2 separate regions of the Mus musculus genome follow, and region 2 is linked to region 1. The links are chromatin contacts, called in public Hi-C maps. All regions are on one chromosome and are shown on one strand. Each heading gives the region's core, a stretch centred on a gene start, on an enhancer-like site or on the middle of the called end of the contact. The rest is flanking DNA. Distances are from core to core; before and after follow the strand shown.

Evidence for each region. Hi-C and Micro-C count contacts between places; a contact is called where the count stands out from the background.
Region 2: a contact with region 1 is called in a Hi-C map of cortical neurons, with 2.9 times the contacts expected there. The contact joins the promoter of Plppr4 here to the enhancer-like site in region 1. A contact is called at or near these places in 7 of 39 promoter capture datasets (cranial neural crest, embryonic stem cells, liver and 2 more), 5 of 484 Hi-C or Micro-C datasets (bone marrow-derived dendritic cells, cerebral cortex, cortical neurons and 2 more), 3 of 115 datasets of contacts at active chromatin or transcription factors (bone marrow-derived dendritic cells, bone marrow-derived macrophages and forebrain) and 4 of 9 other capture datasets (embryonic stem cells, liver, macrophages and 1 more).

Annotation. Positions count from the first base shown.
Region 1 is chr3:117,118,842-117,122,179 of GRCm38.p6, forward strand. No RefSeq gene overlaps it. Among named protein-coding and RNA genes, the nearest start is that of 1700061I17Rik, 43 kb to the left of the region's middle. Within about 2 kb of position 1,425, at least 14 of the 459 cell types and tissues checked have an H3K27ac peak or open chromatin away from gene starts, as enhancers often do. A contact at or near this core is called in cortical neurons, where this site is marked.
Region 2 is chr3:117,359,294-117,362,777 of GRCm38.p6, forward strand. It overlaps Plppr4 (phospholipid phosphatase related 4), which reads right to left and starts at 1,583. Exons shown (of 7, transcript NM_177664.5): 1 at 731-1,583. The coding sequence starts at 955.

The DNA.
Region 1 (3,338 bases), core at 175-2,674:
TGGGAGGCACCCAGGGCAGTCACACATGTGCACCTGCATGTATAAGGTGTGGGAGGTACCCAAGGCAGTCACACATGTGCACCTGCATGTATAAGGTGTGGGAGGCACCCAGGGCAGTCACACATGTGCACCTGCATGTATAAGGTGTGGGAGGCACCCAGGGCAGTCACACATGTGCACCTGCATGTATAAGGTGTGGGAGGCACCCAGGGCAGTCACACATGTGCACCTGCATGTATAAGGTGTGGGAGGCACCCAGGGCAGTCACACATGTGCACCTGCATGTATAAGGTGTGGGAGGCACCCAGGGCAGTCACACATGTGCACCTGCATGTATAAGGTGTGGGAGGCACCCAGGGCAGTCACACATGTGCACCTGCATGTATAAGGTGTGGGAGGCACCCAGGTATTGAACAAGTGTCAGAGTGCAGTGTGGTTAATAGCTTTTGGGACTAGATGAAACCTGACAGCTTCACAGTTCTGTTTGACCTTGAATGCTGTTCAGCTTCTCAGGCCTAGTGACAGACTCTACCTTCTTAGCATGTTCACAAGGACTGATGAGTTAGATCATTTGTCGGTTATGTAGTACTAGGGGGAGGGCTGAATCTACACTTTATAGCATCCTTGTGCAAGTTAGTGAAACAACACAACAGATTTGGTGGTTTTGGAGTTGCTTGTTTTGGAAATACGGTCTCACTCTGCAGCCCAGGGTTGGTCTTGAAAAGGCAGTCATCCTGATTGAAGTAATAAATGTAGTGCTGGGAAGTTGAGCAGGCATTAAACACATGTCTTGTTGTTCTAAGAATCTCGATAAGTGTTATGGCTATGCTCTCAAACAAGAGATTCAAGGTGCATGAACTGTATAGCTCTGGCAGGTCGGCCAGCTTCAAGGCTCCCAAACCCTCAGAGGGCAGAGAGGTCAGAGTACAATGTAGAGCTTCCAACTGCCGACCTTTGCCCATTCTACATCAGATGTTGCCTCACTTTGCCATAGAGATGAAACACGCTTCTGTCTTGCTCTTACCTCCCATACAGGGAAAACCAGGCTTCATACACCCTGGGGCATGAAGACTAGCAGAAGAAACCGGATGTCAGCAAGGCATTGGCAAAGGATCTATTATCATTGTTACACATGCGAAGGTGTTTCATTTTTCATAAGGTTGTGGTTGTAAGCCTTCGCAAGCAAATGACTAAGGAACGAATCTCTACTGGCTCCTTCCTGACTCTTCTGAATGTCTTCCCTGTGACCTCAGACAGCGGTCGTGAACTTGGAGGTCATCACCCCCTGGGGGGGGGTTGCATATCAGATATCCTGCTTGCTAGCATTAGGAAGGTTGAAAATCCGCTGCCTTGGAGCCTGCGTCTCCTTCTCAGCTCTTCTGTCCTGACTAAGTCCAGCATCTCCTCATCAACAGCAGAGAATGTGCATGACGCTCCCTCTACTCCCTGCATTCAGGGTTGCCCTGCCTCCAGCAGCCTTTCCACACCATGGCTGTCTGGCTTTGAATTTGTCTTTTGTTAGCACAATTTGGTCACTGAGTTAATTTTTATTCAAATCTCAGTGGCCCTAACACATCACACTGGTGTAATAGGGAATATACTGACAAGGCTGGAGATTTTTAAGTCACGTACACCGAATCCACACACATTGCAGCCCTCTCTTCAAGGGAATGCAGGATTCCAATGAGTCTGAGAATAACTGCAGAGGAAAAGCCTGAACTTCTCAAAAGAAACCAGATGGTGGCAGCATAGAATGCACAAGGAAGGCCAGGACCAACGGCAGCTTCCAAACATGAAACTACTAATTAGTGATGAGAACACCATCAGGAAAACCGGTTAAGAACATGCAGTTTAGTTCCAGAAATACCTGCTTTTGGCCTTGTTTCCATCCTCACTGGCGGCATGAACTTGGGCAAGCCGATTAATTTCTTTAAGCCTCATTTCCTCATCTACACAATGAGGATGACCATAATTACAGGAGTGTTTTGGGATTATGGGAGAAAATGTCTGTGATATGCTTAGTCTATGCCTAGGAAACAAGCAGTTCAGGGACAGGCAGGCAGACAGACAGATAGAGATATATATGATGAGTAGTTTTATGTCAATTTGACACAAGCTAACGTCATCTGAGAGGAGGCAACCTCAATTAAGAAAATGTCTCCATAAAATCAGGCTATAGGCAAGCCAGTAGGGCGTTTTCTTAATGAATTATTGATGGCAGAGGGTGCAGCCCATTATGAGTGGGGTGATTCATGGCCAGGTGTTCCTGGATTCTACAAGAAAGCAAGCCAGTAAGCCGCACTCCTTCACAACCTCTGCATCAGCTCCAGCCTCCAGCTTCCTGCCCCATTTTCCTGTCTTGGCATCCTTTGATGATGAACAGTGGTGTGGAAGTATAATCCCTCTCCGACTTGATTTTTGTCATGGTGTTTCATCACAGCATTAGTAGTCCTTTCCAAGACAGACAGATAGACAGACAGACAGACAGGTTTTTATTTTTACTTGAAACATTGTCTCCCCCGAACCTGGTGCTTTCTAACTGAGTTAGATTGACCGACCAGAAAATCTATTTCCACTTATCCACTGTTGTAATTACAAGCATATCCTGCTGCACTTGGCTTTTAAAGATTGTATTTTAAATTTTATTTTTAGTGTGTGTGTGTGTGTGTGTGTGTGTGTGTGTGTGTGTGTGCGCGCGTGTGCGTGCGCACATGCAGGCTTTCTGGCTTTCTGTGTATGGGCCTATGAGTGCTGATATCTACAGGGGCCAAAAGGTGGCACCAGATCCCTTGGAACTAGGGTTAGGGATGATTATTGCAAGCCACTTGATATGGGCGCTGGGAACCTAACTTGGGCCGTCTGCCAAAGCAGTAGGTGCTCCTAACTGCTGAATCGTTTCTGTCCCACCACTTCGTGACTTTTTGCAGTGTTCATGCTGAGGGTCAAAGTCACATCTTCATGATTGTGCAGTAAGCACTTTATTGACTGAGCCATTTACCCAGCCCTGAGCATTGCATTTTTCAGGAATAGTTGCTTAAACATTCCCTAAACTGAGCATGGATACCTAGGGCAAAGGAGGCTCATTGTCTAGAGAACTTAGAAATACTTCTAAATGCTAACTGAATTCAGTCTTCACTTCTCAATCACCATGCGCTGGCAATGCTAAACATTAAAAGTGATAAAATATTTTTCCTTATAGTAACTTGGTTCCTTTAAAAACTTGAGGATTTCATTATCAGCCAAGCATTTTAGATGGATGCTTCTGGCTCTTTGCATTGAATCCCTCCTTCCAGGCTGATTGCACAGATTGCTCAATGGAGGTACATTATACACTCCTG
Region 2 (3,484 bases), core at 333-2,832, 240 kb after region 1:
ACACACACACAAAGTGAACTCAGATGATGTCATACATTTGAAATATATATTCACTCGTTTATGCATATATCTACACTGAGCTATATATATATGTACATGGATATATGTATGTGTCTGTGCACACACCCACACACACCATGGCTAAAGGCCAGTCGATTGTTGACTGACATCTAGAAATGACCCAATTTTAGAAGCAGATGAAGTACCATAGCAACTGTAGTAGGAGACGGGTTTAGGGGGGTTAATAGAAGCCACCGATAATCCTAATACCACATAAACATTTCTGGTCCTACAGTCTAGGCAAAACTGTATGCTTTTGAATTCCCACCAAAAGCTCACAGAGTTCTAGAAATAGTCAGCAAATTGAAAAACACAAATTTCAAAATACAGGCATCATGGCCCCTCTGGGGCACTGATATATGCTGTGCACAACTGGCGCTACAGGGCCAAAAACTAGACCAGTACTCTCACAGGTATCCCTTCCTGGAAGGCCACCCAGCAAGCCGCCCCTAGTGATAACCAGGCGGTGCTGGCAGGTGTCCACAGGCAGACTCAGGGGAGCTCTGGAGAAAAACCTGTGGGAGGAAAGGGAAAGGGTCGAGCATTTAGGAAAGGCAGTGGCTCAAGCCCTTGGTGCTCCGGTGTGGTCACCAATCCCGCCCAGGACCCGAATTAGCTCCGGAGCTGTCCGGAAAGATCTGCATTATGCCAGGGCGCTGGGCCAACTCACCTCAACGAAATAAAAACAGGGCAGGAGGGTGACGCTGTCCTTGATCACTTTGCCCTTTGGCCTCTCCTTCGCCGACATCCCGGCCGCCTGCCGGGCTCCAAGTCCTCCCCCGGGCGAGGTGTGCACCGTGCGGCCACCGAGGCGAGCTGCCTGCTCCAGCCGCAAGCGCCCGGCGCCGCTGATGTCACATTCCCCGCGGGCACCGCTGGAACCAGCGCGCTGCATGCAGCGCCCCCGCCTTTTCCCCGCCCCTCTTTGCAGTAACCCCGCGGATCCCCGAGCCCGAGCCCGCAGGTCTTCTTCAGCCTGGCTTTAGTCCGTGTTTTGCGGGCAAGGGATAGCAGCTCCCTCTCCAAGCTGTTGCTGAGATGGCTTCCCCTCCCTGCCACTCTCCCTGGGCTCTCTCTCCACCGCCCAAGCCGTGAGGCTCCTCTGCTGGCTGGTTGAGCTTGACGTCAAAAATAGGGAAGAGTGGGGGGAAGCACTCCTGGTTTCTGTAGAAGCAAGGCTGAGGAGCCAAGTCACCTGGTCTCACAAGGTCCCCTACCTGGGGTTCCTCTTGCCTTCCTAGAAAACAGAAGCCTGTTTTCTAATGGTAGCACCGTTATCCGCCCTATCCATAGCAAAAGAGACCTCCTACCTGTGCAAAATTAAAACTCGGACTTCATAAGGACAAGTAGGCCACAGAAGGAATTCACTGGGAGCTGGCTGCTACCCAAGCGTGACAGCCCTGCCTGCTGATCTCTAGGGAGGTAACTCCCAGGGAAGCACCTAGAAAAAGCTCCAATCAGCTGGGGAACAGAGTGAAAATTTCCTGCATCTGAAGAGAAAGGGTAAATGGGGCATCATCGCTGGCCCCAAAGCTCAGGAAATATTCTAACCACATTCTTATTCCCTAGTGCACTGTGGGAATCACAGCCGTAACTATGGAAGCATGACTCCAAACACTGGAGTCTAAGCCCAAGCCCTGGTTGTCAGGGTCCGTGGTTGCTCTCACATTTATGATTCTTTTCGCAAACCATCAGTGTCAAGTGCTACAGCAGAAGCACTCAAGGGACACAAAGCAACACATGGGGATATCACCCACTTCTGTCCCTATCTGTTCTAGGTCATTTCTTGCTCTTCCAAAGTTTCCCTGTCAATCACACGACTTTGAATCCCCAGCCTACTTTTCAGCTGGCTTTTTCCATTGCTGCTCCAGTGGGGTTTTGGCAAGCTAGATGCCATATTCATAACATTCACATTTTACTACCCATGCGGCATCTTGCCTCTACTCCTTCTGCCAAGATTAGGTTTCAGAGTCCTGCAGTGCAATTGCTCATGTACCATACTATTCAGTGAAACTCTACCCCAGGTAAATAAGATGTTTATCTGAACAGCTAAATACAGTAGAATAAAACCACAACACGTGACCTTGGGACCATGGCTTAAGTCCCCCCACCTTCCAAACCTAGTGTGTCCTTCTTAGCTGGTCTTGGTTCCATACATATCTTCTCCTAACTTCTCAAAAGCCACACAACCATCTAGCTTTATCTTACTCAGAGAATAGAAGCTATAGAAAAAGACTATATTATCCCATATTATTATTCAAAACAGAGTACTCACCCTCCCTCCCCCCCCCCCCCCACCGCGGGTCACTACCATGTCTTGTTTTGATTGGCAGGAAAAAAAAAAGAGTCCTTACAAATTTTAAGCCATGCCTTACCCCTCACACAGTAGCCCAAAGGTACTTCTGAAAAGCAATTACTGATTTCATTTCTCTGGTTAACCCTTCTAGAAGCTTCCCACTATGTGTAACCCTCACCCCCACCCCCACCTCTTTATTTTACCTGGAATCCTGATGGACATTCTACCTGATGAACTGCACTAGTTTTTCTGATTCTGATGGTGAGGGGACCCAAAACCTTTGTACTTACTATGTCTCTCTGTTGATGAACGCAGTTCTATCAACATTGCACAGTTAATCACTAACATACTTCATGACTCTGCTCAAAATTTAGAAACTCTGTCAAATTTTTCTTGACATACTAAGTAATGGTCACAAATCAAATCTTCAGTTCCCTCCTCTACCTCCTCTGCCTCCTTCTTCTTTTCTTCTTCCTCTTTCCTCCCCCTCCCCTTTCTCCTTCCTTATCCCCCTACTTCTCCTTCTCCTCCTCTCCCTCTTCCCCACTTCCTTTCCCCCTCCTCCCTTCCTCCTCTTCTCCCTCTCTCCTCTTCCTCCTCCTCCCATTTTAAAGGTTTATCCTTTTACTTATATGAGTGCTTTGTCTGTATATATGCTACATACCACACAATGTTATTGGACCCTATATAGATAGTTGTAAGCTACCATGTGATTGCTGAGAAACTGAACTTAGGCTCTCTAGAAGAGCAGAGCAGGCAATGCTTTGAACTGCTTAGCCATCTCTCCAGCCTCTTCTTTTTTCTTTTACAGTATGTTATTTCATTTTTAGAATGCATCATTATTTTAATAGTTTACCAAATATTTCACCCATCTGAAGTTTTTATTTTCAGATAAGGAAACTGAATTGATGAGTTGAGTTAAAGTGTCCTTTCCCACTATTCATGGAGAGCCAATCTCCTCCCATCACTTCCTGCTGTCTGGAACTACCATGCTTCCAAAGCTATATGATGAGTTCTGATGAAGACATTCTCTTTTTGAAAAGGGAATATGTCCTCACATAGTCTGTTCAAGTGCTTCAAGTACTGCTGAATGAAAATTAAATAAACTTGATAAATCGAAGAGAGATA